Linked DNA regions of Pan troglodytes: region 2 is linked to region 1. The links are chromatin contacts, called in public Hi-C maps. All regions are on one chromosome and are shown on one strand. The core of a region is the stretch at or near the end of the contact, and the rest is flanking DNA. Distances in the headings are between cores, read along the strand shown.

Region 1 (6,485 bases), core at 1,473-3,972:
CCGTATGAAAGGTCATGACACTCAACTTTCAGAGACTCATTCCCTCATCTGTAAATGAGAGAAAAAGAAAAAAGTTGTCTCATGGAATGTCTGTGAGGTTAATACAGTGAGATAATATAACATGTAAAATACTTAGCACAGTGCTCAATAAATGGTAGCTTTCAAAAACCATGGAAGTGACCCACTGGGAATGCTGGGCTCTCAGCCCCAAAAACCAGAGAGCAATGCCAGACCATGGTGCCTGCTGCCCCCCGCACTGGGGGTGACCCCCTTCAGCCCCTGCTTTGATGCCCAGTGGCCCATTCCTTCCCTCATACTTAAAAGTGCCTGCTCACATATAAGGCTAAATCAAAATCCTGCAGAAACATGACAGGAAGCTGAAAAGATAACATAAAGCAGAAGCAGGGATTCCTGTTACCAGAACAGTGTTGGTTGAACAGGATGTGGGGGGATCAGGGAAACAGATGGCTGAGAAGCAGATATTGCGGAACCATCCAGGAAGTTATTGCCCTCCCAAGCTCAGGACAGAGGCTAGTTCTATTATTATGACTTTTTTTTTTGAGGGGGTGGTGGTTTAATGTACTGATTGCTTGCCTGCCCCTGAAGGCAGTTTTAGGACTTCAGCAAAATACAAGTTAGCACCTGTTTTTGTAAGTATAGCTAAGATAGTTTTAGTTTGGGGGGTTTTGTTTTGTTCTATCTTCATTTTTTGTTGCATTCCTGAATATCTTGTTCCTAGCTATGGTGGTGGTTTTGACATTGTCAATCAAGAATTCCGTGGGCAATAGCTTAAATGCCTTCAGTATTACCATCTATTGCTTGTTTAAACAGAGTTTTAATTTCTTTTTTTTTTGAGATGGAGTCTAGCTCTGTCGCCAAGGCTAGAATGCAGTGGTGCAACCTTGGCTCACTGCAACCTCCGCCTCCTGGGTTCAAGCGATTCTCCTGCCTCAGCCTCTTGAGTAACTGGGATTACAGGCGCCCACCACCACACACAGCTAATTTTTGTATTTTTAGTAGAAATGGGGTTTCACTGTGTTGGCCAGGCTAGTCTCGAACTCCTGACCTCGTGATCTGCCTGCCTCAGCCTCCCAAAGTGCTGGGATTCAAGCGTGAGCCACTGCGCCCAGCCCAGAGTTTTAATTTCTAAAGGATTTTGTGAATTATTCACCAATGAAAGCAAAGCTATAAATTGCAGCATAATTTCAAAATATTGCTTGGGGGATATGATCATGAGAAAACATAAAACTCTATTCTCCTGTCAATTCCTGAGCAAAAATTATCCTACAGTGATAGAATAAACTAGTCATAGTGGGCTTTCTGTGCAGCTAATTTATTTTATGTGCCTACTGTGTGCCAGGTATAGCACTAGATTCTGGGTATACAGTGGTGATTAAGACAACGTAGTCCTCACTCTCTTGGAATTTTCTAGTATAGTTTTCCAACTAGCAGTTGGCCTTTTGCATATCTGGATAGCCTGAATATGTACCTCTTGTTCTTTCAGTAGTAATAATATGTTTGTGAATGTTCCATTCACATTCTTCCCCAGCATCCTTTGTATGTAGAGTGTACTATACACATGGCTGAGGGATCAGGGAAGGTGTGAATCAGATCCTGTAAACCTAGCACAGGCCCTGACCACGGCAGCATTCTTCTAACCTCATAATCAGTGAGATAAGTGTGGTTGCTACCTAATAAACCACTGTAAAATTACATTAGAACTCCTCATTTATATTTTTTGGCTCAAACATGTTCTCCGTGTGTCTGTTGGTGTATAGCGCATCTCTATACAAATGTACATGGCCCTTTCCCATGTTTTATTTCATTTTCCCTTCAGAAGAAGCCTGTGCAGCAGAATGAATCAGGCAATGGTATCTCACACATGGATGAAAAGTGACTTCCCTCCCCATTCTTCTGGGGAGGGCTGCTTCCCCGCTTTGCGAAGCCCCACCTCTTACAACCTAATCTGCAGCGCCAGCTTTACCAAGTGAGGTTCACTTTATATTCAGCATTTACTGAGTCATCAATCCCCAGGAATCTCAAGATCCCAAAAATATGGAGACCCCACAGAGAAAGCTCAAGTTCACTACTGCAAATGCCTCTGTTCTGAAGAGTAAATTCGAGTAAGAAAAGAAACAACTAATCATGTTTATGCTGAGAAATGTTTCTCTTCTTTCTCTCCTTCTTGATCTGCTTATTTCTCATAGTTCCCCATCTCTGAGCTTCTCCCTGGGGCCTACAAAATGCATCTCGCTGGCATCCTGGGAGAGCACTGAATAAATATAAAGCGATAATGAGGAGGTGGCAGCTCTGGGCCACCTGGGAGGTGATAAGTGCAGCCAAGAGGCCCAGTGGGACCTGAATGCCTGCTCAGACAGCCCAGGGATCTCAGGTGTGATATAATTGTTGCTCAGCTTGTTTCCTTTACCCAATAAACTGTAGCTCTGTGGGGGCAAGTTGTATATTGTGCTCTCCATATAGCCCTAACGCAGTGCCTGGTGCTCCATAAATAGTTATTAAAAGTAGGAAAGAAGGCAGGCAGGCAAGGAGGAAGGAATGTGTGGGGGTGCACCTAAGCTTCTGAGGTTGTACAGAAAATGTGGACAGAAACCTAAAGTCTAGGTAGGAGCGGAGTTTGCACTCCGTCTTTTAAGACAGAATCCCTGTCTTAAAGGGATTAGTTCAGGTGAAAGCCCCGTGGATTAAACCTGTTTGATGCCTGGTTTGTGGGAGTCAAGGGATGTATGCACCTCCTCTCCTGGCTGCCACACAGGAGCTGTGTTCAGTCTCACAGGGGCATCATCAGCCTGGGAGCAGCTGTGTGGCTGTAACACCAGTGGATGCCGGTGTAACAGCTGGTACACACACCAGTGGTGACCCCCAGATGGGCCCACAGGGCAGAAACACTAAAGGCCAGGCCTCCTTCTCCATGAGGGCTGCCCAGAGTTCCTTCACAACAGCGACAAAGGCAGAGCCCAAGCCCATTGGAGGTTTTGCAGGTAGTGGACGTGAGTCCTGAAGAGCAGCTTTACCACTCCAGGGACCACCAGGCCCTGCCCGCCTAGAAGTCATAGCAGCCAGTGTAGACTTTAGCTTAGGAATACACTGCATGACCATCTCTGTGGGACCCCTTTGCCCTCAACCATCCTGTGAGATGTGGAAATTGAGGTTCAATAAGGCTGAATAACTTGCCTAAGGTCACACAACCAGTGGAGTGTCAGAGTTCGTACTCAGGGCATCTGGTCCTTTGTCAGTCACATCAGCAGAGGCATAGCAGCTGCGATGTTGAGAATACACTTGATCTTAGCCAAAAGGCCAAGAAGTGATGCAATGTTGAGAATAACCAGCAGAGGACAGCCTCCACCAAGAGGCCATTTACTGCCTTTGCAGAGATCAAAGCTAACATACCAGTATTGGGGCATATGTCACCATGTGCTCCCTGCTCCCTGACAAGATACACTGAAAAGGATCCAACATCAATTCTGTGATTTTCCTGTCATAAAAAATTTACCTAAACCTAATCCTGAAATACCAGATAAACTCAAAATCAGGGGCAGTCTGCTAAGCAACTGGCTAGTACCCTTCAAAATTGCTAAGGTCCAAAAAGTCAAAGAAAGGCAGAACTGTTCCAGGTTAAAGGAGGGCCATACAGCTAAATGCAATTAAATGCAATAAATGATTGATCTTTCATTGGATCCTGGGCTGAGAAAAAAGCAATACAAAATGTAAAGGACATTATTGGGACAATTGACGTAATCTGAATTTGAACTGTGGTTTAGATAGTAGTATTGTATCAATGTTAAGTTTCCTAAAGTTGCAATCATAATATGTTTACATAACAGAATGTCTTTGATCTCGAAATATTAAGGGGTAAAGGGGTACAATGTTTCCAACTAGCTTTAAAATAGTCAAGGAAGAACACCGAGATAGTAATAAGGCCACAAAAGAAATGGAGCAAAATGAAAGCAATAGGTGAATCTGGGCAAAGGGCACATGGAAGTCCCTTATACTGTACTTACAATTTTTCTGTAACTTTTAAATTATATCCATATTAAAAGTGAATGAGAGAGAGAGAGAAACTGTCCTAGTTTTTCAGAGCTTTGGACTTGTGGTAGCCACACCCGATTTGAGTCAGTGAAAGCTTTCTCATTGAGGGGGTGGGGGCAGTGAGGTGAGGCCTCTTTTTAGTAAAGTGTGGCTTTAGCCCACTGTGGAGCCCTGACCTTTGCCCTGGACTGACCAGAGTGACTGCACACAAAGCTTACCTGATAATAGATTTACCTGACCTATGAGACAGCCTTTGCTTAAACATTTTGAGGGAGTGAATATAATTCACACCTATAGGTGGAGGAAGAACAGTGGACCAAGCTGAAGGCAGAATGGAGCTCTGGGGGCTGGGGACACAGGGAGCATTCCAGGGCCTGTGAAATACAGAGAAGGAGAAAGGAGGGTCATCTGGGGGAGGGATGCAGGGTGGAACCACCACCTAGAGCTTTGCTGGGGCAATCCTTCCAAAAGGTAAGACTGCTGGAATCTGAATGAGCAGGGGAAATGTTAACAGTAAAAAGACTGCTATGAGGGGTAGCCATGAAAAAGGACATAGAGTAGAAAAAGCCGATGGAGGTGATATAGACAATGATGTGTGTTAGAACCACTTGGAGGACTATTGGAATTCTGATTCTTTTAGGCCTGGGATAGGGGGGTAGAGAATTTACATTTCTAACAAACTACCTGGTGCTGCTGGTCTGGACCACACTGTGAGTTGCAGTGGTGTCGCAGATGATTGTGTCCAGCCCACCCTGGAGGAGTAATGCCTGTGAGGAACATGTGAGAGTCACAATCAAAGAGGTCCAGGGTTGACCCTGTGGTGCCTGTAGCTGGGCAGTAGGGATTAGGGACAGACAGCCTCATGGATGAAATGCCACTGAAACTGGGTTTCAGAGGAGCTGGGGTAGAGGAGGGCCTTCTAAGGAAACAAAGACCTAGAAAACAGTCCAGTCCAGTTCATCATTTGGGTTCCCCAGGGAAATGGTGGGCAGAAAAGCAGTTGAAGGGCCTGAGTGCCAGGTCAGGAGTATGGACCATATTTGGCAGGTGGTGCAGAGCCTATGGTGGAGACATGACAGAGAGAGGGCTTTCAAAAGATTGACCTGATAGAGGTATGAAGAGGTGTGAAGGGCAGATAGGAGAGGGGGAGACTTGAGGTAGGAAAACTAGACAGGAGGTCCCAGCGGTGGGCTTCCTGGGACGGAAGGGCCTGGGGAAAGGGGATGGTAAGGGTGCGTGGAAAATAAGGGAGTTTAAGCATTCTAGCTAAGTGGGAAGTAGAGTTACACAAAGAATCCATTTGTTCTATTAGACTTTTGGCCTTGAGTTACCACCAAAATTAATATGAAGCATTCAAGTCTTCAAAGATGTTTTTTTAAAAAATCAATCCATTAAATGTATTTACAGGACATTTATTACTAAAAATTAAGCACGAGCTTTCATATGAACATCTTCAAAAGTCTCCTAAGCAGCAAGTGGGCAGATGGAGACAATGATGTGCTGGGAAACGTTTACCAACAGGCTGGGAGTCAGGAGAGCCCTGATTTGTAGCGAATGTCAATTTCCAAGCTATAAAATTCTCTCATAATGGCCGATTTCAAGCTAACAACATGATGTCAACTAGCTTGTAAAATTCCAAAAATATATCAGTTGGCTCTTGAGAGCCAGTACAAGCTGTTTCTAGCACACTCCAGAATGTAGAACAAATGACAGGAAATGGTTGGAGCCACTGCATAAGTAGTGAGTAAGTTTCTTTTCAGCATTGGTTTCTGAACCCAGAAAGCCAGGATTACCTGTGGAAGAAGCTCACAGGCCGGGTGACTTTGGGCCCCAAGCATTGGAGCATCGGTTAACAACAGTTCTTTCCAAAGAATGGAAAATGGCGGATAGGTTGGATTTGTTCTAAAGCCCCAAAGCCAGGAGGATTATTTTACATAATAGAGAAGCATAAAGGAAAGGGAAGAGTCTTAAAACTAAGAGGAAAGAGACCCGGTGTTTCCACTTATCTCTATCTCTGATACTTAGCAGCTGTGTGCGTAACTGCTTTGAGCCTCACCCTCTGTCTTTGAAAGCAAGGACAATACTAATAGTATACACAGCTCCATGCAAAGCCTAGAAGGCATTCCATATCAGTCAGACTTCACAACCCTCCCTTTCTTCCCTGCTACAGCATTCACCCCTCTCCACTTAGGTTTATGCTGCCCCAGACCCTGTATCTGTCCCATAGAAACTATCCTCTCACGTCTGAGGGATGTTCCACACCTTCAGGGTAGATCTGGAAGCCGCACTGGCCAGTCTGCTGCAGAGAAGAAGGCAAAGGGAGAGAAGCTGATTGTGTCTCCATCAGCTTTCGCGGCTGTGCTTTGGTCCCTCACGAACTGTACTTCCTGCCCTTGGATTCTAGTCTTTCTTTTTTTCTGATAATTTTTTCTTTTGGC
Region 2 (6,485 bases), core at 2,932-5,431, 170 kb after region 1:
TGTCAGTGGCTTCTGTTTATCTGGGCTCTCTTTGCCTTCTCCTGACAGTGAGATGTGATGGAACTGCTCTTTGAGGTTCAGAGGGTTCTCCTTTTCAAGAACTTGTTGAGGTATTCCGAAGGGTACCCTTTCCTCCTAACTTGATCTGAATCTAGTCAGAGCCTTATAAATGATGTGTCTGTATCCTTCCTGAATGCACCACTTTTTTTTTTCTTTCTCACTTGGGGATGGTTTGGGAATGTGTTGAGCCAATGTAGGGTATGTATTTTCATTTGCCTCTATGGACACTAAGGCTCTGAAAGCACATTCATAGAGGTCTCTGACATAAAGGTCCAAGGGGACCCAGGGACCCATCTTCTTGGGTTGGGTCTGTTGTAGCACTTCTCACACTTAGTTGCCCTGTGGAGCCGGGCTGACCAGTGCCAGGAAGGCCTCATAAGTTGATGCCAGCTGGTGCCTCATGGCTGGAGATAAATCAAGGGAGGTGAGAGAGTTGCAGATAAACTGAGGTGCAGTTTGACCCCCTTAACTTCTTATCTACAATCCGCTTGTGCACTTAATGCCTCTTGAACTTGGAGAAAAGTAGTTCTATGTGAATTATGTTGTGTCATAAAGGCCCCTTCCAGTAGGTTCAGATTCATTGGCCGAAAAAAACAAGCATCAAGAAGCCAAATTTTAGGATCCATTTTGACTCCAGAATAGGGGGAGTCTTATCCTATCCTGAGTCTCATCCAGGCAGGGGAAGCACCCAGTCGTGGCCAACAGACAGCAGTCCAAATACTGGCAGGAGCTCCAGCCCCAGGTCTCCCTCCCTCCCTGTGTCTTTAAATGCTGCTCCCCTGCTGGGTGCGGTGGCTCACACCTGTAATCCCAGCACTTTGGGAGGCCGAGGTGGGCTGATCACCCGAGGTCAGGAGTTCGAGACCAGCCTGGCCAACATGGTGAAACCCTGTCTCTACTAAAAATATAAAAATTAGCCGGGTGTGGTGGCGGGCATCTGTAATCCTAGCTACTCGGGAGGCTGAGGCAGGAGAATTGCTTGAACCTGGGAGGCGGAGGTTGCAGTGAGCCGAAGTTGCACGATTGCACTCCAGCCTGGGTGACAAGAGTGAGACTCCATCTCAAAAAAAAAAAAAAAATGCTGCTCCCCTCCCCATCGGAGACTTTCCAACCATCTTCCCTTGGTTTTTTCAGTGCCCAGATAGAAGAGAGAGGTCTGGGACTGCCTCCTGCCTCCTTGGGTCTGGGAGAGACAAGGTTCTGAGGCTGACCCTCATAGCTCGTGGGGCGAGGGGACTGCAGTGTCATGGCAGGAGAGAGTTGGGTGGAGGAAGAATCCAACATTCAGCTCTGGCAGTTTGTATGTGTGTCCTCCTAGCACCGTGCACCGTTTGTGTTGCAGTACATTCATGCCGGGTGAAAGGGGACCGGTTTCTCGGTTGCTTAGCTACCGGTCGTTCATCCCAAGTGGAATGGAGGAAAATATGCATGGCTGGGAAGCCCCAGGGCTGTTGGGCAGCTCTTTTACCTTGTCCAGCAGGCTGGCCTCCTGCTGGGACTCCTGACAGCACCAAGACCCCAAAGGCTCAATTTGATATTTGGATGTGAGAGGAAAATAAATTGCAGATCCAAAGTAGTCCAGGGATTTGGGGAATCTCATTCCTCACTGTTTCCGTCTCTTTAATTCTGGCACTTACAGGAGAGAATTTTGTTTTTTTTCACATTTTTCCTAACCTTCTCTCCTCACATTTTTTTCCCCCCACAGTAGCTCAGAACATGATCATCTTGATAGTTTGGTTTTAACTTTTGTCTAATCATGAGGTCCTTTTCTGTGGTCAAACGTAATTGATTCTGTTTCCCTGCATTGAAAGGAAAGATTTCTTCCAGGTTGGAAAGCTGAACCCTCCAGAGTGGCTCCACCTTCCTCCTGCTGTTTACCATGTAGCTAGTGACTTCGGTTCCTGGCGTACAGCTCTGGAATTTTCCTCTGCGTACCTAGCATACCTTACCCTAGATAAAACCAAACATTTTTTTTTAATAGGAGGAAATATCTTTTAGAGCCAGTAACCCTAGGCAAAATTATGAAGTAGAATTTTATCTCTATACTGCTCAACCTACTCACTGCCCCATTGCACTTGCCCAGATTTTTACTTCGTTAAAACACAATTACACTGTGTCCAGTTTCTTAGATCACTATCAAGTAGTTGCTTAGAAAATTTGATAAAATAGCAGTGCTAAAATGTTAATAAATGATAACAGCTCCATGTGTTCCCCTTCCCAGATAGCTGTCCAACAGAGATTCACATCCCCTGAGACCCCCCACCCCAGGGAGGGAGCTGGGTCCACACTCTGGTTCTTTTTGTTTTGAGACGGAGTCTTGCTCTGTTGCCCAGGCTGGAGTACAGTGGCGCAATCTTGGCTCACTGCAACCTCCGCCTCTCAGGTTCAAGCGATTATCCTGCCTCAGCCTCCCGAGTAGCTGGAACTACAGGCGTCCGCCACCACAGCTGGCTAATTTTTTGTACTTTTAGTAGAGATGGGGTTTCACCGTATTAGCCAGGATGGTCTCGATCTCCTGACCTTGTGATCCACTCACCTCGGCCTCCCAAAGTGCTGGGATTACAGGCGTGAGCCACCGCGCCCCAGCCCACACTTTTGTTCTAATTAGCAATGTGACCCTGGATTTGCCACCTGCTCTCTGTGGGTTCCATTGTCCCCACGATAGAAACCTTGGAGTAGGCTATTGTTCCTTCTAGCTTAAGTTTATAGGATTCTCCATGCCTAGAATAGGCTGGAGAGGAAAATCTTGTAGCCAGTGGTAAGGAGTTCTTAATTGTGCGATATCCCTGTTGATCCTAAGATCGCCGTATTGATTGGAACAGGATACCATTTCATGTTGTATCTTGGATATGAAGACCAAGGTCATGATGGATCATAACTGCCACCACCATGTTCCCAGAAGAGTGGAAGTTACCCCAGCACTCCTGCATTGCTCTGTGATCCATTATGGTTCACTTCTGTAACCCCCTTTCAACCTATGAAGCCTAGGCTCACTTCCACTCTTTATCACTCTCTTCCTTTTATTTTCCCCTGGAACTGCATCTTTAAGCTTCAGAAGTTGCCCCCACAACCAGCACTAAATATAAATGTATATTATCTCCTCTGGGTGCGATGGCTCATGCCTGTAATCCCAGCACTTTGGGAGCCCGAGGTGGGTGGATCACCTGAGGTCAGGAGTTCGAGACCAGCCTGACCAACATGGTGAAGCCTCGACTCTACTAAAAATACAAAAATTAGCTGGGCATGGTGGCAGGCACCTCAGGAGGCTGGAGCAGGAGAATCGCTTGAACCTGGGGGGCGGAGGTTGCAGTGAGCCGAGATTGGGCCATTGCACTCCAGCCTGGGCAACAGAGCAAGACTCGTCTCAAAAAAAAGAAAAATTTTACATTTTCTCCTTCCCCTTTATACCTATATTCCTTTTAGCCTCAAGACTAGTGCTGCTTTGTTTGTTTTGTTTTTTGAGACAGGGGCTTACTCTGTTGCCCAGGCTGGAGTGCAGTAGCAGGATCATAGCTCACTGAAACTTTGAACTCCTCGGCTCAAGCAATCCTCCCACCTCAGCCCCCTCAAGTAACTGGGACCACAGATGACCACCACCATGCCTAATTTTTTTTTATTTTTTGTAGAAACAGGGTCTCACTATGTTGCCCAGGCTTGTCTCGAACTCTTGGCCTCAAGTGATACTCCTGCCTCAGCCTCCCGAAGTGCTGGGATCACAGATATGAGCCACCATGCTGGGCCAAGACTAATTCTTTTTGGCCTCTTCACACACCAGCCCTACAGTTATTTTAGTAAAGAGTTCTTTTCTAGGGGTGGTTTAAGCTGTAGTTTTTTAAGGGAGGAAGTGATTGGCTAGGGCAGGGCTGGGTGATTTTTCTTTTAGAAGAAGTGTTTATTATACATTTTCCATTTTAAAATAAATTGTCCTCAAAAAAGTTACATTAGAAAATATGGTGAAGTAGAAAAAAATATTGGAATGCCTGTTTTTTTTGTTTTTTTTTTTCAAATTAGCCGTGAATAGGCAAGTGTTTTTTTGTGGCCAGGCTGTAAACAGCACGCTTGCCCGCCTGTGGACAAAGGCCTGCTCTCCAGGCTACCGCAGTGAGGAAGCGTCAGGACGGAATGCAACCTTTTGTTCCTGGCTAGATTCCTAGTGAACGCATGTCCTCTTTCTTTTGTAGTCAGCCTTGGTGGGTTCTTGTTAGACCCACTGTGAGCTGTAATAGAATGACCTACAGTCTCTGAGCTTGTTGCGCAGGTTAGGAGAAGAAAGGACAAGGCTGCAGCTGTTATCCTGAGTGGGGACAGAGCCCTGCAGCTTCTCCCTTCACAGTGCAGATGACCCCAGAGAAACTCAGGAAGCTGTCCTTTGTGGGGTCAATGCTCTGAAAATTCTCCTTCCCCAAGGGTCTTCTAGGTCTAAAGACGTTACAGGCCATCCAAGGCTCAGATCTCAGCAAGGCCATTTCCTGCAGCCGGCTGGGGATATATTAGGTCACCCAGCATATTTAAAAAGGAGTAATTATGCAAATTCCAATGCCAAGAATAAGTGCCCTGGCTGCCGGAGACCTCAGTGGAGAAGGGGTGACGTGACTTCAGCTCCCTTTTTGTGCTCAAGATGGCTGCAGCCATGGTCACAATTAAATAGCTGTCTTTGAGAGAAGCCTTTTCTTCCAGCAGGAAAGCAGGCCAGTCTGCTCTGAATTAGCCAGCTCACAAAGCCATGAAAGGGACTTACAAAAACAATGGCACGCTGTACATTCCATGAGATTTTAACAAGTTATATGAACCAAATAATGGGCCGATTGGCTGGCTCTGCAGGTTTTTGCCTGAGTGTGCACATTGGCAGAGCCAGCGCCATCCCCTGTGGGACCAGAGATCAAACACCGCCAGCAGTGAATGTAAAACAGCCCTGGCCCGCTCTGGGGCCCACATGCAGAGGGACGAAAGGGAGCTCCCACCCAACTTCTTCCACTCCACCCCAAAAACATTCTCTGCAAATATTCTTGGGAGGTTCGGTGTTACTACAGTTATTTAAAATGCTGAGGTAGGATGTTCCCACATCCTAGGTATGGATGACAGTCTCCCTCATTCAATGGAGTCTTATCCTTCAGGTCTATGAAAATGTGGCCATTTATAAAAAGTAAAACCTTATGAAAACACATGTCCGTATAAAAGTCTATATGCATGTTTGTAGTGACATTATTCGTAATTGACAAAAACAAAAACTGGAGACAACCCCAAAGTCCTTCAACTGGAAAAAAGTAGTACACCCATATAATGGCATATTGTTTAACCTTAAAGAGGAATGGACTTTTATTTACTTATTTTTTTAAGAAACAGGGTCTCATTCTGTTGCCCAGGCTGGAGTTCAGTGGTGCAATCATAGCTCACTGTAACCTCAAACTTCTGGTCTTGGGTGATCCTCCCACCTCACTGAGTAGCTAGGACTCCAGGCACTCACTACCACACCCAGCTAACTTGTTTATTTTTTGTAGAGATGGGGTCTCCCTGTGTGCTTGGGCTGGTCTCGAACTCTGGCCTTCCTCCTGCCTTGGCCTCCCAAAGTGCTGGGATTACATGTGTGAGCCACTGCTTCCAGCCTAGGAGTGGACTGTTGATATACGCAGAAACACACATTGTGTTAGTCTGTTTTCGTGCTGCTGATAAAGACATACCCGAGACTGGGCAATTTACAAAAGAAAAAGGTTTGTTGAACTTACAGTTCCATATGGCTGGGGAGGCCTCACAATCATGGTGGAAGGTGAAAGGCACATCTCACATGGCAGCAGACAAGAGAAGAGAGCTTGTGCAGGGAAACTCCGTTTTTTTTGTTGTTGTTGTTGTTGTTGTTGTTTTGAGACAGAGTCTCACTGTGTTGCCCTGGCTGGAGTGCAGTGGCATGATCTTGGCTCATTGCAACCTCCACTTCCTCGGTTCAAGCAATTCTCCTCCCTCAGCTTCCCAAGTAGCTGGGATTATAGGCCTGGGCCACCATGCCCAGCTAATTTTTTTTGTATTTTTAGTAGAGGTGGGGTTTTGCCACGTTGGCCAGCCTGGTCTCGCACTCCTGACCTCAAATGATCCACCCACCTCAACCTCCCAAAGTGCTGGGATTATAGGCATGAGCCACTGCACCCAGCCAAAACTCCCCATTTTAAACATCAGATCTCATGAGACTTATTCACTATCACGAGAACAGCATGGGAAAGACCTGCCCCCATGATTCAATTACCTCCCACCAGGTCCCTCCCACAACACATGGGAATTCAAGATGAGATTTGGGTGGGGACACAGCCAAACCATATCATGCGTGAATCTTGAATACATTACGTTGAGTGAAAGTAGACAGTCTCAAAGGCTACGTACTCTAAAATTACATTTGTATGATATTCTGGAAAAGGCAAAACTTATAGTGACAGAAA

The links. Hi-C and Micro-C count contacts between places; a contact is called where the count stands out from the background.
Region 2: a Hi-C map of stem cell-derived neural progenitor cells shows a contact between it and region 1, with 4 times the contacts expected there. The contact joins two enhancer-like sites. A contact is called at or near these places in 7 of 7 Hi-C or Micro-C datasets (blood, induced pluripotent stem cells, a lymphoblastoid cell line and 2 more) and 1 of 1 other capture datasets (stem cell-derived neural stem cells).

Annotation. Positions count from the first base shown.
Region 1 is chr1:137,364,914-137,371,398 of NHGRI_mPanTro3-v2.0_pri, forward strand. All of the region lies in intron 2 of BCAR3 (BCAR3 adaptor protein, NSP family member), which reads left to right. Among named protein-coding and RNA genes, the nearest start is that of MIR760, 33 kb to the left of the region's middle. Within about 2 kb of position 2,723, at least 6 of the 24 cell types and tissues checked have an H3K27ac peak or open chromatin away from gene starts, as enhancers often do. A contact at or near this core is called in stem cell-derived neural progenitor cells and stem cell-derived neural stem cells, where this site is marked.
Region 2 is chr1:137,534,415-137,540,899 of NHGRI_mPanTro3-v2.0_pri, forward strand. The region is part of intron 5 of BCAR3 (BCAR3 adaptor protein, NSP family member); the gene reads left to right. Among named protein-coding and RNA genes, the nearest start is that of TRNAC-GCA, 120 kb to the right of the region's middle. Within about 2 kb of position 4,182, at least 8 of the 24 cell types and tissues checked have an H3K27ac peak or open chromatin away from gene starts, as enhancers often do. A contact at or near this core is called in stem cell-derived neural progenitor cells and stem cell-derived neural stem cells, where this site is marked.